2 separate regions of the Sus scrofa genome follow, and region 2 is linked to region 1. Evidence: chromatin contacts called from public Hi-C data. All regions are on one chromosome and are shown on one strand. Each heading gives the region's core, a stretch centred on a gene start, on an enhancer-like site or on the middle of the called end of the contact. The rest is flanking DNA. Distances are from core to core; before and after follow the strand shown.

Evidence for each region. Hi-C and Micro-C count contacts between places; a contact is called where the count stands out from the background.
Region 2: a contact with region 1 is called in a Hi-C map of alveolar macrophages, with 2.9 times the contacts expected there. The contact joins two enhancer-like sites. A contact is called at or near these places in 1 of 5 promoter capture datasets (fetal liver), 14 of 47 Hi-C or Micro-C datasets (alveolar macrophages, blood, brain and 10 more) and 2 of 2 datasets of contacts at active chromatin or transcription factors (alveolar macrophages and skeletal muscle).

Annotation. Positions count from the first base shown.
Region 1 is chr5:15,584,768-15,588,825 of Sscrofa11.1, reverse strand. PRPF40B (pre-mRNA-processing factor 40 homolog B) reads right to left here. Exons shown (of 25, transcript XM_021091619.1): 17 at 3,954-4,058; 18 at 3,714-3,805. Among named protein-coding and RNA genes, the nearest start is that of FAM186B, 16 kb to the right of the region's middle. Within about 2 kb of position 2,260, at least 5 of the 83 cell types and tissues checked have an H3K27ac peak or open chromatin away from gene starts, as enhancers often do. A contact at or near this core is called in alveolar macrophages, where this site is marked.
Region 2 is chr5:15,697,216-15,701,273 of Sscrofa11.1, reverse strand. No RefSeq gene overlaps it. Among named protein-coding and RNA genes, the nearest start is that of TMBIM6, 25 kb to the right of the region's middle. Within about 2 kb of position 1,738, at least 15 of the 83 cell types and tissues checked have an H3K27ac peak or open chromatin away from gene starts, as enhancers often do. A contact at or near this core is called in alveolar macrophages, where this site is marked.

The DNA.
Region 1 (4,058 bases), core at 1,011-3,510:
TCTGAAGTCTGGGGCGCAGGCCCAGATCCCCGTCCTCTCCCTGTCTCAGCTCTGCACTGCTCTGGCCTTCCTGCTGATGGCAGCGGCAGATTCGTCCTGCTTCTCCTGAGCGGACTTCCTCCACCCGTGCTCTCCAGCCCTTCTCCTCAAAACACACCAATCTCTCTCGCTTAGGGAATTGCGAACTTCAGTCTCACCCCTTCACTGGCTCCTTCCACCAAGTACACACTTCACTTAACCTGGAACACCCTTTCCACCCTGCTCTCACCTTCAAGCTTACAACCTCTGCTGCTTCACCTTTGTTTCAAAATCTTTAAATGCAGCACAAAGGAAAACATTTATTGGCCTATCATAAGCAAGACACTACAAATATTATTTAAATCTCATGACCTTCACACATATTATCCCTACTTTACAGAGGAGGAAACTGAGGCTCAGAGACTTTATACAACTTGCTGAGGTCTCAGAGTTCCCGTTGTGGCGCACTGGTTAATGAATCCGACTAAGAACCATGAGGTTGCGGGTTCGATCCCTGGCCTTGCTCAGTGGGTTAAGGATTTGGTGTTGCTGTGAGCTGTGGTGTGGGTTGAAGACGCAGCTCGGATCCCGTGCTGCTGTGGCTCTGGATTGGCCGGTGATTAGACCCCTAGCCTGGGAACCTCCACATGCCACGGGAGCGGCTCAAGAAAAGGCAAAAAGGCAAAAAGACAAAAAAAAACAAAAAAAAAACAAAAAACCTTGCTGAAGTCTCAATGAATAGCCAGGAGTTACCACCTCTAAAGCCTGTGCTACACACACTCCACTGTCTTCACGGACACTGCTCTCCTAGAGGTTGCTCATGTCCTGAGAGTCAACTCCAGGGACCCCCCTCTCTGTCCTTGCTCTTCTGGTGCCCAGCAATCAGCTGTTCCCTTCTTCAGTGCCCTCCTCTCCAGGGTCCCCTCCTGTCCCTCTGACCTCTTTTACCTCTCCTGTGCGTGCTTGTTCCCCTGAGGACAGCAGTTTGTCTTTTCAATCCACACTGTCCCGAGCAACCTCCCTGTCCCTCTGCCCCTCTGCTGATTTTCAGACCCATGAGAGACTGGATATTTCACAGACACTTCAAATTCAGCAGATCCTAAGATCCTTGTTTGCCATGAGCCCCACGCCCCACACCCACTCCTATGCATCCCCCAGGCCTGGATCTTCTGGCTCCCAGCTGTTCCAAGTCCAGGACTCTGTATTATCCTAAAGGATGTAAGGAGCTATCACAGTCTGCCTGGCTGGTGGATGGCCACAGGGACTCCTGGGCTCAGCGGCCTTCCACAGGAAGGAACAGAAGGGGAGCTGTTTAAAGAAGATTCTTTCTCAGGAGGTGTGGAGAGACAGGACTCAGCAAGGACAGAACACCCACAAGCCTGTCAGCAGTACCAGCCTCTCTGCAGCTCAAAGTGTCTGATAAAATTTGGCTCTCCTGGAATTAGATATTTCTACTTTATATGATCATCTTATTATATTTTTGGCCATGCCTGCATTATGTGTAAGTTTACAGGCCAGGGATGGAACCCGTGCCACAGCTGCAACCTGAGCCACTACAGTGACATCAGATCCTTAACCCGCTGTGCCACTAGAGAACTCCTGATTATCCTATTTAAAACCTGGTATTTGCTTTATTCTTCCCTGCCCTAGGTTGCTTTTGAGAAAAATTCCACAAATGGAATTCCTATTTTCTCCAGCCCTGTTCTTCCCACCTAATCCTTATCAATGGTGCCATCAATCCACTCCCACATCTCTGACTCCTTTCTTCCCTGGATTTCACACACACAAAAACCTGTCAATTCTACCTCTGAGTGACTCTAGCCTACTGGTTTTAAACTTTCATTTTTTTTTTTTTTAAACAGCAAAAACATCTATTTCAATAAAAATCTTATGTAGAACCTCAATGTATAAAAGAGAAACAATGCTGTTGCAACTGACCGTAGAGGAGGGAGGATGAGGCCCTCCCCCCACCGCACCCCCAACACCCGCTCAGCCCAAGGCACCTCTGGGGAAACCTAGGAGTTTCAGGAACAGCCGGAACACCACGGCTCTGCTCACCAGCCATCCCCACTGCACCCCCCCGAGCTCACTCCCACCTGGATCACGGCAGCAGCTCCCACCTGGTCTCCTTGCTCACCCCCCATGCTTCTAACCCTGCCTGGAGAGTCCAGGGCTGCCCAGACTTTCCCACCAAATGGCCCCAACAGCAGGGGCCATGACTCACTCTGGGGGTGAGTCAGAAGAGCATGACACAAGCCCAGAATTTATGAGCCACTGGCCACTATCACTTCTAGAATCCTTAAGTCCTATCTTCCTGCCCCCCGCCCCCGTCTCTAAGCACACAAGCATCCTGGCTGTGAGCGCGGCTCTACAGCATCACTCAGGCTTTTCCAAGACATCAGCCGATCATATCACTCCCTTGCTCCCCATTACTTACAAGATAAAAACCCAAATGCCTTATTTTAGCATTCAAGGGATTTTACATACAGGGTTCTCCTTCCCAACTGGGGCATGTGGTTCCAGAGAAATAGAGGAAGCCACAGGACAGTAAGATACCTCTTACCTAATGGTAAGCAATTTTAAAATATTAAGTCTATGTTAAACGGAGAATTATTATGGTATTAAAATGCAACACCTGCATGAATTTTTGAGGCAAAACACAGGGCTTCAAAGAAATGTGTGTGGAGTGGGACATTTCTAGCTTAATTCTCAGATCCTCCTCACCTCAGGTACCAAGTCACTCCCCCTGGTAACAAGGTGCAGTCTGGGGGAATGCTCCCCATTTTTCAGTAACCTGCTCGAGGCCACACACCTGTAAGTGGCGTGCTGGACTTTTACCCCCACAGCCTTCCAGCCCTGCTCCCAACCACTGTGCTATGCTGCGGCCTCAAACGCATCAGAATGCTCGTTTCCAGAGAAAAAGGCTTCTCTTTATCCTTTTCTGAAACAGGGCTCGCCTGGTCCATCACTCACTTTTCCCCTTTGATAGACGTGGATACTGAGAATTCAATGTGCACACATGACAGTAAACAGCAAGTAACCTCGCTCCCATGTCAGGGAGGTGATAGGGAGCGATAAGGATGACGTGCCCCTTCTAGAAGGCACTAGCATCTGAGCTCACGTCCACTGAATGCCTCCAAGAGCAGCCTAGTGCCGCTAGGTAATGCAAACTTCCGAGAGAAGCTGAGATCTAGATTTTAACTGTAATCTCTTGATTTTAAAGTTAGCAAAAAAATCCAGATTTTTCTAAAACACTGTACAGGAGGGAACATATCTGGGGGCTACCAGTTTACGATGAGCTGTGCTTCTTGCCCCTCAATCGCGCCGTGCCCTGCCAACCCCTGGGCCTTTGCTCCTGTAGTAGCCTGTGCCCAGGACATCCACCCTCCCCCGCCTACTCCTTCTAAGAGGCGCAGTTCAAATGGCAACTCCTCCGACTCTCGCCTCTCTAAGAGCACTCGCCCCACTCCACAGCCACTGTCACGTCTATCTTCCTACTGAGACCAGAGCTCGAACTGGATCTTCCTCATTTCTGTGTCCCCAGTGCACAGTAAAAGATGACAGTAGCTATCCCTTGAGCCCAGCAAAATGCGGGGCAAAACGCTTCAGCACAACAGGACTTAGAAGGGAGTCCTGTCCTGGACGCCCGCCCTGCACCCAGCCTGCAACCACCCACGACCCCAGGCCTCCCTCACCTTAAGGATGTCCTTAATGATCTTCTTCTCATCATGGAATCGTGCCTTCAACTCCTCCACGTAGAACTTGAACAAGTCCAGAGGGGTGGAGCCTGCGGGGGAGGGAGGGAGGGGGGCCTGGCGGGCGGCAGCTTCCCAAGGCCTAGGGGTGGGGTCGAGGACAGGACCAAGGAGTGGGCGTGCAGAGAGGCTGGCAGGGGAGGAAGCCAGGCCACGAGAGGGGGTGCCTGGCTGCCTTACCCGGCTGGCCCAGCATGTTGGCAAAGCGGACATCAGTGCTGACTGCTGGGTACAGCTCCATCCAGGTGGACATAGAGTGCAGCTGCCCTGTCTCGTGCAGCTCAT
Region 2 (4,058 bases), core at 489-2,988, 110 kb before region 1:
GGACATTGAAAGCAAAGCTCTCGGGGATTTTCAGCAGCTGCCTTTCTCTGGAGGGGGCCATTTGGGGAAAATCTGGCCCCACCTGTCAGCGCTGAGAAGGAAGGTCTGGGGCAAACAACAACCCAGATGGGATCACAGCCCCACCTCTCAGCAAACTGGCTGCCTAAAGACCCCCAGGCACACAGCTGCCTCTCATCCCATCCAGAGACTAAGCCCCACCCACCAGAGGGATTAGAATCGGCTCCACCTACCAATGGGCAGGCATCTGCCCCTCCCATCAGGAAGCCTACAGCAAGCACCCCCCCCCAGCCATACGTACATCAGCCACAAGGGGGGCGGCCAACAGAAGTAAGAGAGGCTACAACTCTAACTAAATTTTCACTTTTTATTTAGACATTTATCATAATCGAGAAGACATACATTACATGGCCAAAGTCTCCTAAAGCTAGTTCTGATTTTCTAAGTTATCCAATGTCAGCTATTTTTTTGTCTCTCTAATTTGCCTAATTTTCAAGCTAGAGCTAACTTGAACGTTATGGTGAACAGCTATAATTTTTGATTGCCCATAGTCACACTTTATTTGGAGAACTGTCCCTTGATACTTTTTTTTCTTTTTTTTTTTATTACTCAAATGAATTTATCACATCTGTAGTTGTATAATGATCATTCACAGGATTTCTATCCCATAACCCAAGCACATTTCCCCACCCCCCAAACTATCTCCTCTGGAGACCATAAGTTTTTCAATGTCTGTGAGTCAGCATCGGTTCTGCAAAGAAGTTCCTTGTGTCCTTTTTTCAGATTCCACATGTCAGTGAAAGCATTTGATGTTGGTGTCTCATTGTATGGCTGACTTCACTTGGTATGATAATTTCTAGGTCCATCCATGTTGCTAAAAATGCTGGCATTTCATTCATTTTAATGGCTGAGTAATATTCCAGTGTGTATATGTACCACATCCTGATCCACTCCTCTGTCGATGGATATTTAGGTTGTTGTTTCCAAGTCTTGGCTATTGTAAATAGTGCTGCAATGAACATCAGAGTACATGTGCCTTTGCAAGTTGTGGTTTTCTCTGGATAGATGCCTAGGGTGGGATTGCTGGATCAAGTGGTAGTTCTATGTTTAGCTTTCTGAGGAATCTCCATACTGTTTTCCACAGTGGTTGCACCAATTTACAATCCCACCAACAGTGTAATAGGATTCCTTTTTCTCCACACCCTCTCCAGTCCTTATTGTTTGTAGACTTTTTGATGATGGCCATTCTGGCTGGTGTAAGGTAATAATGAGTAATGACTATCTGTAAAAAGGTTACCACACCAAAAAGCTCTAAAAATGAAGACAGAGAACTATAACTCAGATGAGGGAGAAAGGAAAAACCCCAGAAAACCAGCTAAAGTGATGAGATTCTCAGCCTCCAGGAAAAAGACTTTAGACTGTTGATGCTAAAAGCTGCAAATTTTAAATCAACTATGCTTCAATAAAACTTTAAAAATGGGGAAAATAATAGTTAACCACGAAGACAATAAATAATAGTACTAAAAATGCCGCAAATTTATGTTTGCTGCATGTGTTCTTTTGCGATTCTTCATACTTAAAAAATCATTTCCTACGGAACAATTGGAAAATGTATGGCCACCAGGTGGCGCAATGGCGGCAGCGCCCACGTGAGAGGTTTGCAGGCGTGAACTGCCACCCTGTGGCGAGAGTAGGAGATGCAGGGTGCCCTGCTTTCACCGTTACTGACCAACACACGGAATCCCGGCTACTCTTTCCCCACACCCACCCCACACATTGCACAGAGAACGTGAACGTGGACTTGGACCGATATAAACTCTTTTCTGTCGGAGTCTGTTACCCCTGGAACCTCCCCTGCCAGTCGGGCCCCCAGCCGGGCCTCGTGGTGGCCACTTTTCCCGCAATAAGGTAGGTAGCGTTGGCAAGGGAGCAGAAGGGGCTCTGGGCCTGGTTTGCCTCTCCCTGCCCCTTCTGAAATCAGGACCCTTGGCAGAGGCCCTTCCTCCCCACGCCATGCCTCCTCCTCATTCCTTCATTCTCATCCACCCATACTTGTTTATACAACAAACATTCATTGGGCACCTAGCAGGTGTGAAGCTTCAAGCTAGATCAGGGACCGGAGACGAACGGGGCATGTCCCAGCCCTTGGGTCTCACAGTTCTACTGGGTGATGCCAGTCACCGGGTGATCTGTCATAGGAGAACGTGGGCAGTGCTATGATGGCGGGTGCCCCAATGCCATGGGGGCCCCCGGAAGGGGCTCTCACCCAGTTTGGAGGGCTCAGAGGATTCCTAGAAGAGGTGGTATCAAAACTAAGACCTGGAGTTCCCGTAGTGGCGCAGTAGTTAACGAATCCGACTAGGAACCATGAGGTTGCGGGTTTGGTCCCTGCCCTTGCTCAGTGGGTTAACGATCCGGCGTTGCTGTGAGCTGTGGTGTAGGTTGCAGACGCGGCTCGGATCCTGCATTGCTGTGGCTCTGGTGTAGGCCGGTGGCCACGGCTCCGATTCGACCCCTAGCCTGGGAACCTCCATATGCCGCGGGAGCGGCCCAAGAAATAGCAAAAAAAAAGACAAAAAAAAAGACAAAAAAAAAAAAAAAAAAAAACTAAGACCTGCAGTGGAGTTCACTTGTGGCACAGCGGGTTAATCATCCAGTGTTGTCATTGCAGAGGCTCAGGTCACTGCTGTGGTATGGGTATGGGTTCGATAGCAGGCCTGGGAATTTCCACATGCCATGGGTGTACCAAAAAAAGGGAGTGGGGTCGTTCCCACTGTGGCTCAGCTGGTTAAGAGCCAGACTGGTATCCATGAGATGCAAGTTCAATCCCTGGCCTCACTCAGTTGGTAAGGATCCTCCATCCCTGTGGCTGTGGTGAAGGCCTGCAGCTGCAGTTCCGATTTGACCCCTAGCCTGGGAATTTCCATGTGCCGCAGGTGAGGCCCTAAAAAAAGATAAATACATAAATAAATAAAACAAAAAATTAAGAGCTGCCGTGTACAGTGAGTCAGGCAAAGTGTGTGGAGGTGAGTGTTCTAGGCATAAAATTAAAAATACCAAGACCTAGCAGTGAGAGATCAAATGGAACATTCTAGCATAAAGACGAGTTTGTTTTGGCTGAAGCTCTGAAAGAGGACAGAGATAAGCAGGAGACTTGAATGTATGATGGGAAGTTTGGACTTTATCCTGGCAGCAAAAACACGTCATTGAAAAGTTCAGAGTTCCCCATCAGAAAGATCTGTCTAGAAATAGTGTGCAGAGTGCACAGGAGAGACCCAGGGCTGGGGCCTGGGAGGCCAGTGAGGAGGCCAGATCAATATTCCAGGTAAGGCGTTCCCGTCGTGGTGCAGCGAAAGTGAATCTGACTAGGAACCATGAGGTTTCGGGTTTTATCCCTGGCCCACTTAGCGGTTAAGGATCTAGTGTTGCTGAGACCTGTGGTGTAGGTCGCAGAAACGGCTTGGATCCTGCATTGCTGTGGCTGTGGGTAGGCCTGCAGCTGTAGCTCTGATATGACCCCTAGCCTGGGAACCTCCATATGCCTTGGGTGTGGCCCTAAAAAGTGGGAAAAAAAATTCCAGGCAAGATTCAGTAGAACCTGAACTTAGGCAGCAGGAGTTGGGTTAGAGGGCAATGGATAGATTAAAAAGATTCCCAGGAGTTCCCACTGTGGCACAGTGGGTTGAGAACCTGAGTAGCAGCCCACGAGGTGAGGGTTTGATATCTGGCCCAGAGCAGTGGGTTAAAAGATCCAGTATTGGAGTTCCCGTCATGGCTCAGTGGTTAACGAATCCAATTAGGAACCATAAGGTTGTGGGTTCGATCCCTGGCATTGCTCAGTGGGTTAAGGATCCGGCATTGCCGTGAACTCTGGTGCAGGTTGAAGATTCGGCTCAGATCCCGTGTTGCTGTGGCTCTGGCGTAGGCCAGCAGCTACAGCTCTGATTCAACCCCTAGCCTGGGAACCTCCATATGCCGCGGGAGTGGCCCAAGAAAATGGCAGAAACACACACACACACACACAAAAAATCCAGTACTGT